Regions from separate parts of the Mus musculus genome. Here all the other regions are linked to region 1. Evidence: chromatin contacts called from public promoter capture Hi-C data. All regions are on one chromosome and are shown on one strand. Each heading gives the region's core, a stretch centred on a gene start, on an enhancer-like site or on the middle of the called end of the contact. The rest is flanking DNA. Distances are from core to core; before and after follow the strand shown.

Region 1 (3,425 bases), core at 686-3,185:
CCCATTGAGAGTCTTTGGGATCTTAGGGCAAGAAACTATCAAGTTCACAGGTCTCTCTCCTAGATTCCCACTGCACACAGAAGCAGACAGGCTCCATGGAGTCAATGTCTTTCCCCATAATAGGCCAGGAGTTGCGTATGTCTGTCTCTCTCACATGCCATCTCATGCCAGGTAAGCTAAGTTCCCTTTTCTGCCTCTCTTTCTCTTGGAATAAAAGTCTGAGTGGATTTATTCCAGACCCTTCCCATTGAATTTTACTGAATTCCTACTAAATTGAGGTCTTAGGTTGAGTATGTAGTCTCATAGCCCCCACACAAAGTCCGTCTGAGAGGGATGGTGTTACGCACATGTGAAACCAAGCCACAGTACTATTCGAATTGCCCAAGGCAGAGGATGCCAAGGGATTGGAAGAATTTGTAAGGAGGGAGGTATTAATTTGGTTCAAGACTTTGCACATTAACTCTAGGAGGAGAGACATAGCCTCTGTGTTCTGTGGATTTTGTGTTGTCCATCTGAGTCAGGTCTGGGCTAGGCGTCTGTAAAGGATTACATCCGAAGGGAGAGAAGCAGTGACCAGTCGTTCTTTTCTTCCTCTTAGTGCAGACTATTGGGGCTTCTCAAATCTTAGTCACTGAGACCTAGCACATCTAAGATAAATGAGGACCTCCAATGCAACGTTCCATGAGCACATTCTACATCAGAAGGTCTGGACTGGGGCCCTGGAATCTGTGCTTGTAACTGTCAGGAGACTGGTGGTTTGTAACAGGAAACTTTGAGGATCATAGCAGACGATCACGCTAAAATATCTAAGTATCAGATGAATGGGAGGAACCAGGTTTTAGCCAACTAAAAGCCATGGAAGGTGAGAAGTTGACCATTTAGAATAGATGTGCCTGGGAAATGTCTAGGCCATCTTATCTGGGATGGCTGTGGCCTTCCAAGAGCCTTGTCATCCTCTGATATGTCAGACAGTAAAGAGCTGGCTATCCCCCTACCCTAATCTTCTTGCCATGATCTATATAGAAAGAAGGTCAATATTTATTGACCCATGTTTCTCTAAACCCAGGTGAGAGAGAGAGGGTATGCCTGGTTGGCAGTAACATTAGTTCGCCTGTTCTAAGCGTTTTCTATAAAATGGACTGAGTAGACAATAGCTTCTATTCTTACTAGATCTAATGTTGGTGTGTTGTTTGTTTGTGCATGCGTGTTCATGCATGTGGAGGTCATTAGATATTGTCCACAACTGCTCTTCAACTTATTTTTTGAGACAGGGTATTCCACTGATTCAACTAGACTGGCTGGCTGGCTAGCCACAGGTCCTCCTGTCTCTACCTATCTTGAGTTGGGATTACAGGCAAGCATCACCATGCTCAGCTTTTATAGTGTGTTCAGAGGGTTGAAGCAAAAGTCTTCCCCCGAGCATAGTGAGCACTTTACCAACTGAGCTATCTTCCCAGCCCCTCAAACTAATTTTGATGGAATGGCTTTTTATGTCAGCCTTGTAGCAGGGAATTAGATTTACATCTTCTTGTAATCTTCCCCGCACCACTTTAGAGAAGATGTGCACCAACCATGCCTGGGTCATACAATTAACATGAAGAGCAGTTAGAATTCTAGCACAGGGTCTCTTACTATGTGAGTGAACTCACTGGCTTCACATAGGGTCACGTGACTTGTCCAGCAGCACAAAGGTCATCAGTAATGCCATTGGGCCAACATCCAGGGGCTTCTTGACTTCTCACTTCTGCCTGTTTTCTGTAGCTCTGCTGCCTCTGTATTGTGTTAGGGCCTGCTGAGAAAGAGCTGGTTTCCGTTAATTAGTGACACTGAACAGAAAGCAAGCTGTGATCTCTGGGGACTCTTCACTCTCATATAAGTTCTGGGCACGAATGGTCAAGAGGCTGAGCCTACCAGAGTTGTATAATGATACTTCGTTAGATGCTACTACCCATGGCTTCTAGGACACGCTCTGAGTCTCCACTAGAACCTAGGCTCTATGCTGGGGCAGGAAGCCGTGCAGATCATCCATCTCTGGTTTTGATGCTGTCTGTCGTTATGCTAGTGACTTGTCTCGAAGCTGCTAAGCTCACCGTGGGGTTCCATGCCCCCTGGAACATCTCTCATCCATTTAGTGTTCAAAGGTTGGGGGCAGGACTCCAGACTGTTGTGGACAAGCTCAACTCAGAGCCAGTGGGTCTTGGGAACGTGAGCTGGGAGTTCACTTACACCAATTCAACATGCAGTGCCAAGGAGTCCCTTGCGGTTTTCATCGACCAGGTCCAGAAAGAACACATTTCTGCTCTGTTTGGACCAGCATGCCCAGAAGCAGCAGAGGTAGAGTACGGAGTATTCTAAAAATGATGTTTGAATTTCTACTGAAAGGAGTGAAGTACAGATAAAGACACACATTCCATTCATCTCTTCTTATTGACTTTTACATTTTTGATTAAAAATATAATTGTATATATTCATTGTAGATGGCACTGCATTATATAAGGACATTTTCAGATGGGTATATATTATATAGTTTCATTAGTCTCTGGGCAAAAATCTTAACAATTGCTGTCTAGGTCTTAGTTTTTCTCTTCTCTTCTCTTCTCTTCTCTTCTCTTCTCTTCTCTTCTCTTCTCTTCTCTTCTCTTCTCTTCTCTTCTCTTCTCTTCTCTTCTCTTCTCTTCTCTTCTCTTCTCTTCTCTTCCTCTCCTCTCCTCTCCTCTCCTCTCCTCTCCTCTCCTCTCCTCTCCTCTCCTCTCCTCTCCTCTCCTCTCCTCTCCTCTCCTCTCCTCTCCTCTCCTCTCCTCTCCTTCCTCCCTCCCTCCCTCCCTCTCTCTCTCTCTCTCTCTCTCTCTCTCTTTCTCTCTTTCTTTCTTTCTTTCTTTTTTTGAGACCATGTAACTACAAGAGTTAATGGTATTTAAAGAATACCATTTCTAGGAATGACTAGTTCATGTGCCCTTCCCCTCCTTCTTGTTTGACTCATTGCTTCTTATGTTGTCAGCTACTTGGTTTGGAGAATTTGAGACTGACACCAGGGCTTGTTTTTAAAAATAACTATCAATTGTTAAAGGAGGCTTTCCTTTGGTGTGTATAATAAATTATCCAGGGATGCTCACAGCAAGCTGGAGAGACTACGGCATGACAGATTGGTCTAAGCTACAGCAAATGAGGGAAATGTGCAGTTTGTGGTTCATGGAATTAGCTTAGTCAACGTCCTCGGGTGTCCTGCCATCTGAGAGAGGATGGGGAGGGTGACTAAGAGACCTCAATCCCCCAGTGCTGTGGAACTCTCTGTGGCTGTTGCTGTGAAGCTCAGGTGGCCGTTGAAATGTCTGCCTCTCTGCATTTGACATCTCTCTGGTTAGCTAAATCCTGCCCTTCCTTCAAGGTCAGTTGCGAGTGCTGAGGCCCTGCTCGCCCTCTGCTTT
Region 2 (3,425 bases), core at 611-3,110, 1.9 Mb after region 1:
TGTGTGTGTGTGTGTGTGTTGGGGGGGGGGGTCTTGCAAGACCTGACACGTTGCAATCGGGTCTCTCTCCCATTGATCTCCTACTTGTTCTGACAGATTACACATCTCGTTTTTCTCTTCTCCGTGAGTCTTTCTCTCCCTTGGCCCGATCTTCCTTCTCACAGCTATTATTCTGATGGTGCTGGAGACGCAGCACACGCTTGCCCCCGTTAGGGTGCTGCTGAGTCGAATGCCTGGCGAGAGCTGGGGGTTCCAATGGGCAGGGACAAAAATGAAACAAATACAGAGAGGAAGCCCAGGCCCGGGTGGGGTTCCTAGCATCGGTCTCCACCTGGGGGGGAGTGCGGGGGGGGTGGGGGTGGACGGAACCCTGTAAGGCGTTTGCCTTGCTCGTCCTGTGCGTCTCTGAAAATAAAGAAAATGGACACAACCGCCCACACCTTTTCCCCCAACTATTGTTTCTGCGGAATCCTAAAGTTTGCTTTTAGCCACGTCCCCCTCGCCAAGTCCCCCCCTCCCTACCCCAGCGCGCGCAGGACCGCAGGTCCAGGGAGGGCTGCCGGCGCTGCCTGGTTCCTCTGGCCTGTTTCTTTGAGGGGACCAGAGGCCGTGGCATCCCAGAGGCAAGGAGGCACAGGGGAACTGTGTCTGTGGACACGATGGCCTGAGCCTAGTCCTGCTGTGGAAGGAAGGAGAAACGAAGTAGGCAGGAAGAAGAGCCGGAGTCCACGGCGCGGAGAGCTGTTCGGTGGTGGCGGTTGTTATTGTTGTAATGTGTGTCTGTGTTTTCTTTCTGGAAGCCCTGAGCTCTGCAAACGGTTTCCAACTTTCAGCTTCTCATCCCCACCCAACCCTGGAACGAGCGACAAAAACAGAAACAAAACAAAACAAAAAAATAAAAACAAAACAAAACAAAAAAAAAAAAACCAAAACCATAAGCCAAACCAAAACACTTGTCTGCCGGAGTAGGCTCCGGAAAGAAAAAGGAGGAAAAAAAAAAAAAAAAGGGAAGAAAGGCGACCTCGGAGAGACGAGCTCGCAGCCTCTCAGCCCAGTTGTCAGCAAACAACAACACTCCCCCACTCCTCGGCCAGGCCGTCCTCCGGGCCTGCTGGAGACCGACAGACCAAGGCACCGACAGGCTCCCTCTCCCCTTCGCTGTCTTTGTTACATCTTTAGCAGCTTTGTGCGTGCGTGCGTGTCCTTTCTCCGGTGTCATCGGCTTTACTGCCGAGGGTACGTGTGTGTGTGTGTGTGTGTGTGTGTGTGTGTGTGTGTGTGTGTGTTTGTTGCGGGGGGGCGGCGGCGAACCGAGTAAGCGACAGGGGTCGCACAAGGGGGTGAGAAAGAAAGAGCTGGACGCAGGCGAGCAGTCGGGGCCCCCAAACTTACTTTTGTTTTCTTTCTCGATCTGCTCCAGGTAGCTGGCTGCCTCGAGCAGAATCTGCACGTTCTGCAGAAAAGTGTTGATGTGCTTCTCCATCGAGTTCTCGCTGGTGTTGAAAATGTCCGAGAAGGGGCACCGGGGCTTGGCCCCCGCCGGCTCCTCCGGCTGCGCCGGGGGCTGGGGCGCGGCCGCGGCCGGGGGCATGGCCGGGGGCGCGACGGGGACCAGCCCCGCGCCCTCGCAGCGCGCCTCCTTGCGCGGCCGCCCGCGTTTGCCCATGGAGGCACGGGGGTCCGCGGAGCTGCTCCTTGTCCGGGGCTGCGCGGCCGGCCGAGCTGCAGGGCCTCTGGGAGACCCGGCCTGCTGGAGTCACCGAGGCACCGGGGCAAGGAGCCGGCCTGACTGACTTCCCGAGCCTCGCTGCGTGCGGTTGTGAGTGTGAGTGTGTGTCGCTCTCGCTGTGTGGGTCTGTGTGTATGGGAGATTGAATGAACCTACAGGACGGACGGAGGCGCTGTGGCGCCTGGGTCCTAGTGCGAGCCCGATGCCATCTGACCGGTCAAAATAAATGGTGGCGGCTAGGGAGGCAGGGCCCGCCCCCTGCCTATCCAGCACCCTTCCCCGCCTCTCCGCAAATCCTAGCTGCGTAGACAGCACTGTGCTTTAATAAGAATGGGAAAAAAAAAAAAAAAAACCCTCGGATGTCTCTAGGTGGACCTGGATAAAAACAATTTTTCTTTACAGAAAAATAAATTCAGCACAATGCCTGGCACATAGGAGGTCCCCAATAAATGATAGCTGCTAGGCATTTTTTAAAAAAATAAAAAAGACCTTATTTCAAAATCAAACAATAAAAGCCCAATTCTGACGGGAAGAATAGAAACATCACATGTAACTAGAAACTCCTCCCAACACAAACATTTTACACATGACCCCTCACACGCTCGAACACACACACACACACACACACACACACACCTGTGTGTACCTTCACACAAGCAGAGGAAGTCTCCAGGCTACCCTGTCCGGGTTCAGATTTACCGACTCCTTTGCAACCCTTCAAATGCAAAGTTATTTTCCAGGAAGCGGGAGGAGATGTGAGCATCTCTCCACACTCACTCAGTCCAGCTGTGCAAAGCTCACAGCAGGGCGTCACTACAACTGCCTGCCCTTTCACTTGACAGAGTGCCCCCTAGATAGAAGTGGCAACCTAGGAACCTCTTCTTCCCTCCTTCCCTCACTCCCCACTCCCACACCTGGAGTCTTTATCCCCTACTCCCTCCAACAGTTTCACTGCTGCCACTGGGAGCCACCAGGCCTGCCTGACCAGAGTGTGGGAGACACCTGGATAGCCTGGTAAAGAAGGCTTGGAGTTCTCGGCCTACTCAAGCAGACTGAACAAATCAAATCCTCTAACCCTTCCTGGTCAAAATTTGCACATCCCTGAAACCTCTGAGAAGATGCTTTCGTGAACTAAGTCAAAACTACACCTAGAACATCTTGGGCACATACTAAGAATTTTTGTTTTGTTTTGTTCCTGAAGATCAAAGCTTTGTGCCTGCTGGGCAAGTGTTCTCACACTGGGCTACAATGGCAGCCCCTCTGTGAGAACTTTCTCAGTTGGAACCTAGGTCCCCTTTGCTGCTGTAACTTGAATCTAAGTCAGAATGAATGAGGTAAACAAGACTTTTCTGCACTTCACTGGAAAACAGTTCTAAAAGGAATCTACCCAGACTGACCTCGTAAGGGGACCTGGACTTGTGCTGCCCCCTGTCCTCACCAGCCCAGAGACACTTCCCTATACTTTTGTCACAAAGACTGAAAATGGAAACTTTGTTAACAAAGAATATTTTCTTTGCAAAATGCTCTTTAACATTTACAGCTCATGTGTATACCCCCCACTCCCCCCCCCACACACACATAGACCTGCAAGAAGGCCTTTGTGTGCTTTCAAAAATATTATAAAACTAGGCTGTGAATATAACAGAGTGGTAGGGCAGCTTACCTGCCCAGCGTGCACAAAGCCCTGAGTTCATCC
Region 3 (3,425 bases), core at 240-2,739, 1.4 Mb after region 1:
GGTTTCCACCATTCAGGAAAGGGTGGCAGACCATCAAAAAGAACCCAAGCTTTTTTGTAGTAAAAACTCAACCTGATCTTAGTTGCCCATGCCTAGGTGGGACCCCACAGTGCAGAGAAATCAAGTCGAGGTTATTCCCGGAACACAGGGGGCGCCTGCTGGATTTCTTCTACACTATTTGCTTTAACATTCTAGCCAGGCCTTCGGAGGCTTGCTTCTATTAGTACTTAACTTTCTGTCTTGGCCTTAAGTAACTCCCATCTATCTGTTCCAGCCTGCACATACCCACATGTCCTGAGGGACGCGGTGGTCCAGTCCACCCTACCACCCATGAGGGAGAGGAAGGTAGCCACCCTCAGCCAACACACCTCGGCAAGCCTGGCTTTGGAGGTCGCTTTCAGTAGGTGGGCTGGCTTTTCCTTCCAGGGGGCTGGCTTCATGAGACCCATCTTCTGGGGACCCCCTGGCCTTGCAGTCATCGAGAAAAGGGCTGGACTGCCGGGCCCGCTCATCTGCTGGCTGGGGGGAGGACATTTGCTGCACTGCAGGGGCCAGACTCACATCTGAGTCCTCCTCTCCTCTTGCCTCCTTCTCGTAGCAATTTGAGACCTCCAGTGAGAGGCCTGTCTCGCTTTCAGCTGGCTTCCGCTCAGCATCCAGATTTAGGCCAGGCATCTCCAGGTCCGTGTCATTGGGACAGCTTGCGGAAGTAGACGGCACTTGTCCGGGCAGCTTCAGGCTGAGTTCTGCGTCTCCGTTCCCTAGGGTCTCTCCCTGCTTGGTGAAATCTTTGGCCAAGTCCAAACCTAAGGTGGCCGTTACACAGGTACATATTTTAGGGAGGGTTTTGTCTTTCTGGTCAATAGGCACAATTTCTTCCAGCTCTGGTAAGTCTGGTTCCATGATGAAATCTTCCTCGCCTACTTCGTCCACTGTGACCAACTCCTCCATGTTGGTGGGGTACCAGTTGTCCCCCTCGGGTTCACTCCCACTGTCACAGTCTTGTCCCTGTATGAGGATGTAGAACAGGTGTCATATGGTGGCTTAGAATACTCAAACGTCAGCCATACGCATTGGCTATAGGAGCCTTCATGTCGGAAAGACCTTGAGCGCTTCTCCTGCTCCTTGGGTTCTTAGGGGATGTGAGCCCCTCAAGCCTCACTTATTCAGTCGCCCCCCAAGTGGCACAGGCTTCACAACAAGCCCTTGCTGCTTGATTTGCCACGTTTTGAATGACACAAAGAATCCTTAACTTTGCTATATAGTAGCTATTTGTGACTATCTCTGAATGAATGGATACATTACAAATGGACGTCACTAAAGGTGGCTGGAGAGAATCCACTCACAAACTTCCTCCAGACTCCCTCTCTCAGCAAAGGTGCAACTTCCGCCCACACTCTGCCTCCGGTATTTTTCCCTTGGTGTTCCCAGCAGCCCTAGGGCTTGGCACACAGATTCGGAAGATTAGTGTCCCCTGACCGGAAAGGCATGAAGCTGGCGATCATCCAAGGACATTTCGTTTGCCCGTGGAAGCCCAGCCCAGGAGGACAGTAACTGGATTTTGATTTTTAACTAAGTACAAATAATCTTTCTAAAACACACAGAGTATGTCTCATTAATCTCAGGGTCTTGGGCCTGCTGAGGTCAGGGCTTCAAGTTGACTGCTTGTGTCGTGGACCCACTAAGGGACCTGCCTATTTTGGGAGCCTGGCTCTGAAGTCTGAGTCTTTCTTGGGCATATGTTTTCTTTTAGCAGCACAGCCAAGTTGCAGGAGAGGGGGGCGGAGCCCGGGCGTGCAGCTAAAGATCTCCCCAGAGGAGACATCGAAAGACTTCCACAGAGCTGTTTCTCCAGAGAGCACTGGGGCCATTGGTACAAGTGCTTGTGAAGACACGAACACATCCCATACGGCCGCTGTCAGGCAAAACCGACCCGGTGACAGAGTCTCTGATGCTAATATATGACACCACCACCAAGATGGGGGTGCAAACTCACCTTCTTTGTCCTTGTGTTTTCTGGATCACAGGACTCTGTCCCTTCCTGCTGTATGCCCACCATGCCTTCCTGTTCCTCAGCTCCAGCCTTACAGGGGAAGAACAGACCAAACAAGACTAAGAGTAGGCAGAGGCAGAAGAGGGGACACAGAGAGAAGTAGAGAGATCCGCACGCTCCTCCCCCGACTCCCTCACAGCGGAGGGGAGGCCACTGCTTCGGGAACTGAGGCTCAGAAAGAAACATGCTCACTCACACTGACAGAAAAAACATTTTGGGGGCTGGTGAGATGGCTCAGTGTGTAAGAGCACCCGACTGCTCTTCCGAAGGTCCGGAGTTCAAATCCCAGCAACCACATGGCGGCTCACAACCATCTGTAACAAGATCTGACGCCCTCTTCTGGAGTGTCTGAAGACAGCTACAGTGTACTTACATATAATAAATAAATAAATCTTAAAAAAAATTTTTTTTTGAAAGTAGGTCTTGTAGTTTTTCAGGGGACAGAGACCCCTGGTGATCTGAGTGTCTGCAGCAAAGGATGAACATTAAAAAAAAGCAAAAGTGACTTGAGTGGGGAAAGCTCGGGGAGGGGAGTGGCCACTGTGGGGCATCTCCTCCTAAAGACATCATTTCCATTAACACACACATGTGTACACACAGAGAGACACTGTGCACAGGCACACATGTACACATACACACATGCACACACATACACACACACACACACACACACACACACACACACACACACGGGCGTGAGTACAGGTACCCATAGAAGCCAAAGGCTTCAGATCTCACGCAGCCGCAGTTATAAGCACTTGAGATCTGGGAACCAAACTAGGGTTCTCCGAAAGAGCAGCGCACACCCTTCACCACTGACCCCTTTCAGCCCTGCAAAGGTACATTTTAGATAATTATGTTAGTACCTACATAAAGTCCACAACTTTGCCTCGTGGCCTTCTTTGACTAAAATAAGATCTTTTGTAGAAGGCTTTGGAGCTGGAGAGATGACTCAACAGTTAAGAGCACTGGCTGTACTTCCAGAGGGCCCAGGTTTAATTCCCAGCACCCACACAGTGTCTCACAACCATCTATATCTCCAAGTCCTGGGAATGTGACACTTTCTTCTGTCCTCTGCAGACAGTAAGCATGGAAGTGATGCACAGACATATGTGTAGGCAAAACACCCACACATAACAAACAAACAAACAAACAGCAAAGGCGTGCTGATTCTCACTTTAGAAGCTTCTAGAGCTTACTCTCCCATGGCTTAACCCTTGGCCATAGTCGTGGCTACTCCCTGGCTTCTTTAAACTGTATTTTTATCAACACTCTTGGGGCCCAGGTTGGTTCAAGGTAAAAGCTCTGATCTTAATTACGTGCAGCCAGACACACCCCCCTTGAGCTGATAAGGAGCTGAGTAGGAACTGGG

Evidence for each region. Promoter capture Hi-C pulls out the DNA fragments that hold promoters and counts their contacts.
Region 2: a promoter capture Hi-C map of hippocampal neurons shows a contact between it and region 1, with 2.7 times the contacts expected there. The contact joins the promoter of Mxi1 here to the promoter of Gucy2g in region 1. A contact is called at or near these places in 2 of 39 promoter capture datasets (hippocampal neurons and pre-B cells) and 1 of 115 datasets of contacts at active chromatin or transcription factors (pancreatic cancer cells).
Region 3: a contact with region 1 is called in a promoter capture Hi-C map of 3T3-L1-derived adipocytes, with 5 times the contacts expected there. The contact joins the enhancer-like site here to the promoter of Gucy2g in region 1. A contact is called at or near these places in 7 of 39 promoter capture datasets (the 3T3-L1 cell line, 3T3-L1-derived adipocytes, embryonic stem cells and 4 more) and 2 of 115 datasets of contacts at active chromatin or transcription factors (embryonic forebrain and pancreatic cancer cells).

What each region holds. Positions count from the first base shown.
Region 1 is chr19:55,239,762-55,243,186 of GRCm38.p6, reverse strand. It overlaps Gucy2g (guanylate cyclase 2g), which reads left to right and starts at 1,935. Exons shown (of 21, transcript NM_001081076.3): 1 at 1,935-2,334. The coding sequence starts at 1,951.
Region 2 is chr19:53,308,941-53,312,365 of GRCm38.p6, reverse strand. Mxi1 (MAX interactor 1, dimerization protein) reads right to left here and starts at 1,860. Exons shown (of 6, transcript NM_001008542.3): 1 at 1,393-1,860. The coding sequence starts at 1,666. All of the region lies in intron 2 of Gm30541 (a long non-coding RNA gene), which reads left to right.
Region 3 is chr19:53,848,760-53,852,184 of GRCm38.p6, reverse strand. It overlaps Rbm20 (RNA binding motif protein 20), which reads right to left. Exons shown (of 14, transcript NM_001170847.1): 10 at 1,997-2,083; 11 at 369-1,008. Among named protein-coding and RNA genes, the nearest start is that of Gm41863, 9.9 kb to the left of the region's middle. Within about 2 kb of position 1,489, at least 91 of the 459 cell types and tissues checked have an H3K27ac peak or open chromatin away from gene starts, as enhancers often do. A contact at or near this core is called in 3T3-L1-derived adipocytes, hippocampal neurons and liver, where this site is marked.